Linked DNA regions of Macaca mulatta: region 2 is linked to region 1. Evidence: chromatin contacts called from public Hi-C data. All regions are on one chromosome and are shown on one strand. Each heading gives the region's core, a stretch centred on a gene start, on an enhancer-like site or on the middle of the called end of the contact. The rest is flanking DNA. Distances are from core to core; before and after follow the strand shown. Region 1 holds the start of CRY2 (cryptochrome circadian regulator 2). Region 2 holds the start of SLC35C1 (solute carrier family 35 member C1).

Region 1 (3,647 bases), core at 814-3,313:
TTTAAAAAATGAGTAAAATATTTTATTTACTCAGCAACTTATGGAGCCCACATTACATGTACGACCCAGGGCTGAGCATTACAAGGAAGACAAAACCAGACACAGGTCCTGCTGCTCAGAATAACAGTAGCTGATACAGTACAAATGCTTAGTATATCCTAAGTGCTATTATCACCCTATTGCAAAGATTAAGAAAGTGAGGAACAGAGAGGTTAACTAGCTTATCCAAGGTCACAGAGATTAAAAGCAGAACTAGAATTTGAACTCAGCAACTCTAATGTGCGAAGCCTAGGATTTAACCATTACACCACACTGCCTCTCATGATAGCTTAATAAGAGAGAGAGTGGAGGGGAGGGAAATGACTTTTGATCATTTGGCAAATGTTTTTCAAGCACCTACTATATGTTAGGTACCAGAGTACCAGCTGGGAAGACACTGATAAGTAAGACAAGCACAGTCCCGGGCTCACAGAATACAGATACAGCATTACGGGAATTTAGAGGAGTAAAAGGGAAGAGGACTCATCTCTGAGGTTGTTTAAGGGAGAAACACCTCCTTACACTCTGTTCCATTCCTAGCAAAGCACCAACCTTGTGGAGAGAAGAGGGGATAGGAGAGGGGGAACACAAAACCTTAAAATAAAAGTAATGAAAGGTGGCATCGATTTATTCAGCAAGCATTTGGAAAGGAAATTCAAAAATAAGGACAGGGCCAGGTAAGGGGACTAGGATAAGCCTCTAAGAGCCTGCCAATATGAGACTCTAGTGCAATTTTTACTCAAATAATCCTTGAGCGTTAGGTGCCAAGCACTGAGCTAGACTTTGGACATACAACTGTAAATAAGCCACAGCCCCTGCTCTCCAGGAGTTTATACTTTAATGGGGCATTAAGACATTTAAGCAAGAAATTCCAGTATTGTGTGCCAAGACAAGTGACCACAAAGAAGCACAGAATGAGACGGGGCACTATTCAGGTTGGGATCAGACAGCAAGAAGGTGACATCTACACTGAACAATGATACAGAGCAAACTGGAGTTAGAAACAAAGAAGGAAGAGGGAGTGTGATCTAGACTGCGGGAACAGCTTGTGAAAAGCCCTGGAAATGGCAGAGAATGCCTAGGATTGCAGTGACACTGGTTTAGAGAGTGGTGCCAATTAATGCCACTAAATTGCAGACTAAATTGCTAAATGCTTTCATCACACTGTCCCAGGTCCAGGAAGGGTTCCAAGCATGGGCTCAACCTAGGGCCAAGTTGAAACAGACTGTTCTCCACCTGATAACCCCAAAGCTGCAGCTTGACTAAGCCATCTTAGCCTTCCCCAACACCTTGTTGCTGGTGTTTATAGCTTCTCTTGCCATTTAGTCAGTCAATCAGCAAGCTCTATGCTAGACGCCAGAGGAATAAGAGGGTTCCACCTGGCGTCCCAGAAGAATGGGGACAGTGTCCCCCACATCTCTGAACCCCACCCGGAATCCAGTACAGTGCTTTGCACACAATAGTACCACTGGATCTACTAAACAGACTAAAAGAAAATAAATTCATCTGATGGCATAATTACGAGCTCAAGTCCTCCACATTCCCAGTCCCTACTCCCAAATCCTCTAATGCTGCGTATCAGGGCACTCCTTCTCCATCCTTGGACTCTGCCACTTGGAATTACCAAGGATCTTCGCACAAAGAGAAGTATAGCTTCGTGGATAAAAGCAGAAGTTTCAAAATCAGAATAATCTGGGTGAAATCCCTCTTAGTAGCTTTATGATACTGAGCAAGTCGCTCAACCTGCGGCACCCTCCATTTTCTTCATCTGTAAAACAAAAATAACAGCAGCTCTTCCACTGGTGTTCGTTAAATGAATGTAACTGGGCTGAGTTCAGAATAGTAAATGAGACCGACTATGTAAGGAGATGATCATGTCTCTTGCCATATAAAGTGCACTTAATAAATGGCAGTTGTAGTAGAATGATGTAGATGATGCTGGTGACGATGTTGGTGATAATAGGAAGGTCAGTTGTCAGTTTTGCAAGTCTCTGACTGTAGTCACAGCAACCCCTACCAGCCCAGGCAGCTTCTTCTAGAAGCAGGCCCTGAACAGGACATGTGTAAGAGATCCGCTGTACCTCGAGACTCGGCCCACTCCCGGCCCTCCGCGGACTGTGCCAGCCTGCGTCACTTGTCCGCCTGCCAGCTCCACCCAGGCGGACCCACACATGGTAGGAACGTGAGGGGGCGGGGCCTGTTCTGGCGTCTCTGGGCCAATCGCCGGGCGGGAGGCACTCAGCCAATGGCACAGGAGCTCTAAGGCCCTGGGGGCGGGGACGAAGGGAGGAGCTGCGGCGTCATAGGTCACTGGGCGGTCTGTGGGCGGGGTCCGCGTCGCCTACCGGGGCGGAGCGGGGGTGGCCGGAGCAGTCTGGACAGTCATGGCGGCGACTGTGGCGACGGCGGCAGCTGTGGCCCCGGCGCCAGCGCCCGGCACGGACGGCGCCTCTTCAGTGCACTGGTTCCGCAAAGGGCTGCGGCTCCACGACAACCCGGCGCTGCTGGCGGCCGTGCGCGGGGCGCGCTGCGTGCGCTGCGTTTACATTCTCGACCCGTGGTTCGCGGCCTCCTCCTCAGTCGGGATCAACCGATGGAGGTGAGGGGACCCGGGGCGGGGTGGCGGGGACGCAGCCAGGACCCTGACCCTGGGGTGACCGGCGAACAGCACGATTCTCTCAACCTCTCCACGGCTGGGAGGCCGTGGAGAAGCCGAGACCGGGGAAGTAATTCGTCATGGTCCTAACGCGCCGGTGGGCCAGGGCTCAGCCTCTGACAAAGCGCGTTCGCACTGTTACCCCTCTGAGCCTCACAACTGCCTGTGGAACGGAGATCATGATCCCCGTTGTACAGATGAGACCCTTGGGTCCTGGAGACCCAAAGTCGACCTGTCCAAGGACTTGCAGCCAGTGAGTGGCGGAACAGGGGCTCCTGGTCTAGGGCTCTTATGGTCTACTCAGGGAGGGGCAGAAGGGAGATACTGTGGTGTGAGGGCGGGACGGGTTTTTGCTCGCATTCTTCAAGTAAAGAGCCCATTGCTGGGCTCGGGGAGATCATTCCTAAGCCTCTGGCTTGTTTGAATCCGCCCTACCACCCATCCTGGCTTCCCTGCGCCCAGACCGTCCTGCCTCTAGGGGTGTCAGGTGACCCTGGCTTAGCATTAAATAAAGTCTTCTCCCCTATGTTATAAATAAAGAAGCCAAAGGTGTCTTCAGGTGGAATCGCGTTGTGTTCAAAGCTCCAGAGAATCCAGGGGATTCTCCAAAATGGTTTAAGCCCTGCTCTGGAGCTTTGACCTCGATAAAAAAAAATTTAAAAGGATCCAAAGTGTCACCCCGTCATCCTCTTGTCATGATTTTAGAGGACAGTTGAGCCATTAGAGATGAGACTTCTATGAACTGTTGTGCTAAGGTTAGGGAGCAGGAAAGCCATGATATCAAGGGCCCCTCTGATGACCCCCCAGGAGATGGAGTCGACATGATCATGGAAAAAGATGAACAGGTCGTTAATGTATTTTCTTTGTAAGCAGTATTCAAATTAAAGAGTTTTGAGACATCATGTACCCATCGCTCTTCAGAACACCTAGTGGCAGTCGCTGGGTTTGTTTA
Region 2 (3,647 bases), core at 630-3,129, 41 kb before region 1:
GGTTGGGACCCACAGGTCAAGCCTAGCCCCTCAGTTTTACCACGAAGATAACTCAGGCCGTTTGAGGAAGTGGCCGCCCCACGCAGGTGCTAGAGAGCGAACCAGAGAAGTCGGTCCTCCGCGTTCCCCCGGCTGCCTGGTGAGTGGCAGACCACAGGCTAGATTTCCCGGGCCCGGCCCTGGAAGGGGCGGGGGACTCTCCCCTCAATGCCGGCTGGAAGAATCCGGGCGGTCCCCTCAAGCACTTCTGGAAGTGCAAGCTGGGAGCGCGGCAGGCCAGGGATAAAGCCAGGTCCCGGGACGTGCCAGCTGCGATAACTGAAGCCTGGGTCCCGGGCGGGCGGGGGTACCAGGGACAGGAGAGGCCTTAGAAAGAGGAGGGGGCCTGCGCCCACGACCGTCGGAATCGCCGCCTCTCCGCCGGCACTCCCGGGCCCCATGCCGCTAACAGGCCGGCGAGCCTGGCACGGTGCCTGGGCCCGGGGCAGAAAGCAGGAAGTCGACCCCGCGGGCGCGGCCCAGGGTGCGGCGCTGCAGGTGCGGCGCAGGGAGGCGGGGCGGGCGCCCAGTGCACCGGAGGAGGTGAGCGCCAGGTCGCCTTCGCGGCCGGGGGACAGAGGCAGGGGCGCGGGAGCTGGTGCGGCTGAACCGGGCGGGGAAACAGTATTTTCTGGAAGGGGTAAGAGATGCTGCCTTGAGCCCTTGGAATCTTGGATCTGGGCCGCCCAGAGAACCTCGATAGGAGCACAGGGATGACAGACTGAAGTCCGAGAGAGGCGGCGTGGCCTCCGGCCTCTGGGAGCGCTGCCGGGAGTCTCGGGCTTGGGAGAGGGCCTGGGGGAGGTGAAAATGGGGGGGAAAGGAGGGGACCACAACATCGTTGTGGAAGAATAAGTCGGGTTGGCAGAGGGACGTGGAGCTGCAACGCGGGGCTCTGGAGGTGGAGGAGTCCAGGCTGATGGAGCGCCGCCCGGGTCCTGGGTCGGGGTTCCGGGAGGTGGACCTGCGAGCCGAGCCAAGCCGAGTCGGGGGACGGAGGCTCCGGGGCAGACGGAGATGAGGGTGGGCAGGTGAGGGTGATGCAGCCCTTGCAGGAAGCAGGGCGAGGCTCAAGCACACAGAAAAACCTGTGGCCGCCGAGGTCCCCCCGCCAGCAGCGGGCAGCGGATCGCAGGGGCGGGGCTGGGGACTGGCGAACGCCGCCTCTCTGGGGCTGTCGCTTTAAGGGCAAGGCGGGGCGTGCGGGCCCTTTAAGGCCACGTGGGGGCGTGCCAGGAAGTGAGTCCCGGGCCCGCCTCGCGGGGAGTAGGCCTCGGCTGTCCGGAGGCTCCTGGGCTGAGCCGGCGACAGAGCCCGGGAAGGCAGCGAGACGTGGGCGCCGGCCCAGCCCCCTCCCGCGTCCGTCAGCCCCAAGTCCCGAGCCCCTCTGACCCCTCCGTAGCCCTCCCTCCAGCTGCGCCGGCCTGCGGCAGCTCCCTTAACGCCTCCCTCCCCCTGCCCACCCCTCCCTCCCACAGCTGCCCATGCTGCCCTCTCGGCAGCTCTTCCAACTCTGCCCGGCGTCCTTTTCCTGCACCTTCGCCCCGCGTACCGCCTCCTGCCCCGCCCTGCCATTCCTCTCCCCTCCCTTCTCTCTGCGACCCCTCCCTGTTAGGCCCCAGCCTCTTCTCCCCTCACAGGTCTTCTCTACCCTGGCCTCACCGCCTTAGCCTATCCCTCCCCCTTGCCCTGTGTCTTGTCTCAGGAGCCCCCTTGGGGTGGGAGCAGGTTGTGGAGCGGCACTACTGGGCTCACCCCAAAGCAGAACTTCTCTATCCATGAGGACACTGGGGAGGCCTTTAGGCCAACCCCCATGTGACAATCAGGGCTGCGGCTTGCGGAGAGCACAAGTGAGCTCACTGCCCTGGACTCCAGGGAATCAGAGTTCTGGCCGCGGGGTGACCCAGCTCCTGTGCTACCATGAACAGGGCCCCTCTGAAGCGGTCCAGGATCCTGCACATGGCGCTGACCGGGGCCTCAGACCCCTCTACAGAGGCAGAGGCCAACGAGGAGAAGCCCTTTCTGCTGCGGGCATTGCAGATTGCGCTGGTGGTCTCCCTCTACTGGGTCACCTCCATCTCCATGGTGTTCCTTAATAAGTACCTGCTGGACAGCCCCTCCCTGCAGCTGGACACCCCCATCTTCGTCACCTTCTACCAGTGCCTGGTGACCACGCTGCTGTGCAAGGGCCTCAGCGCTCTGGCCGCCTGCTGCCCTGGTGCCGTGGACTTCCCCAGCTTGCGCCTGGACCTCAGGGTGGCCCGCAGTGTCCTGCCTCTGTCAGTGGTCTTCATCGGCATGATCACCTTCAATAACCTCTGCCTCAAGTACGTCGGTGTGGCCTTCTACAATGTGGGCCGCTCGCTCACCACCGTCTTCAACGTGCTGCTCTCCTACCTGCTGCTTAAGCAGACCACCTCCTTCTATGCCCTGCTCACCTGCGGCATCATCATCGGTGAGTGGCAGCTGGGGCCACGCGGGATAGGGTGGTCATGGGGACTGAAATCCTGAAGAACAACCCTTCTAGGCATCCTAGGACTTCATCTGTCCCAGCTCCTTTGGTGCAGCAGTCATAGGAGAAAGCCTGGGGGCACAGAGAGAGCAAGTAACTTACTAAAGGCCACCCAGCAAGTTAGGAGCCCAGCCAGGGCAAGAACAATAGTAATAATAATAATAGCAACAGCAGCAAAAGCAACTGACGTTTGTTGAGTGATTAAAATGTGCCAGGCACATAGATCTTAGCCATATTAACTCAGTTAATCCTCATAACAAGATGGGATTATAATCCACATTTTACAGATGGAAAAACCAAGGCACAGAGAAGTTAAGTAACTTGTCCAAGATCACCCGGCTAATAAGTGGCAGAGCTGGAATCTGAACTCAAGCAATCTGGCTTCGCAGTTCACATGCCCGACCACTGTACTTTATTGTTTCTCAAGAGCTCAGGTGTCCTGATTTCCCATCCAGTGCTCTTAGTAGAGGACAATACGTCTTTTAAGAAATATACCATCACTCTCTGCCAGCTCAGGATAGCGCCTGAGACAGTAGCAAGCGATACGCTTTAAGAGGCCTCAGCTGTCTTCCCGGACTTGATCCTCAGAAAATAATAATTATTGACAGGGAAATTAGGCTGATTATTTCACATATAGCATCTCCTTTGTTCTCCCAGAGATCCCTGGGTTGTGGCATCACTACCAGTGGTCATCTCTATACAAACAAGGAAACTGAGGCTCAGAGATGTTACATTACTTGCCCACGGCCACACAGCTAGCAAGCAGCCAGGCTGGGATGCAAACCCAGATTGGCCAGACTCCCAGGCAATGCTTCTATCCTCTCTGCTCTTCTTGGAGGTTAGAACTGCAGTATTCAATACAGTAGCCATTGGCCACTTATTTAAATTAAAATTCAGTGAAATGTTAAACATTCATTTCCTCATTTGCAGGTGTTACAATCTGATTTTCTAGCCACATTTCAAGGGCTCAGTAGCCACATGTGGCTGAGGGCTATGGTATGGGACAGCACAGGTTAGATGGGCCCATATTTTTCTGGGCCCCATGCTGGGTTAGAGAGCCTCCAGCATCCCATTCGCTCCGAGTCTTCCCAGGGCT

Evidence for each region. A called contact is a pair of places that touch in the nucleus more often than the background predicts.
Region 2: a contact with region 1 is called in a Hi-C map of CD4 T cells, with 2.3 times the contacts expected there. The contact joins the promoter of SLC35C1 here to the promoter of CRY2 in region 1. A contact is called at or near these places in 2 of 14 Hi-C or Micro-C datasets (CD4 T cells and liver).

What each region holds. Positions count from the first base shown.
Region 1 is chr14:19,772,140-19,775,786 of T2T-MMU8v2.0, reverse strand. CRY2 (cryptochrome circadian regulator 2) reads left to right here and starts at 2,063. Exons shown (of 12, transcript XM_077963023.1): 1 at 2,063-2,213.
Region 2 is chr14:19,813,024-19,816,670 of T2T-MMU8v2.0, reverse strand. SLC35C1 (solute carrier family 35 member C1) reads left to right here and starts at 1,879. Exons shown (of 2, transcript NM_001258150.1): 1 at 1,879-2,494. The coding sequence starts at 1,960.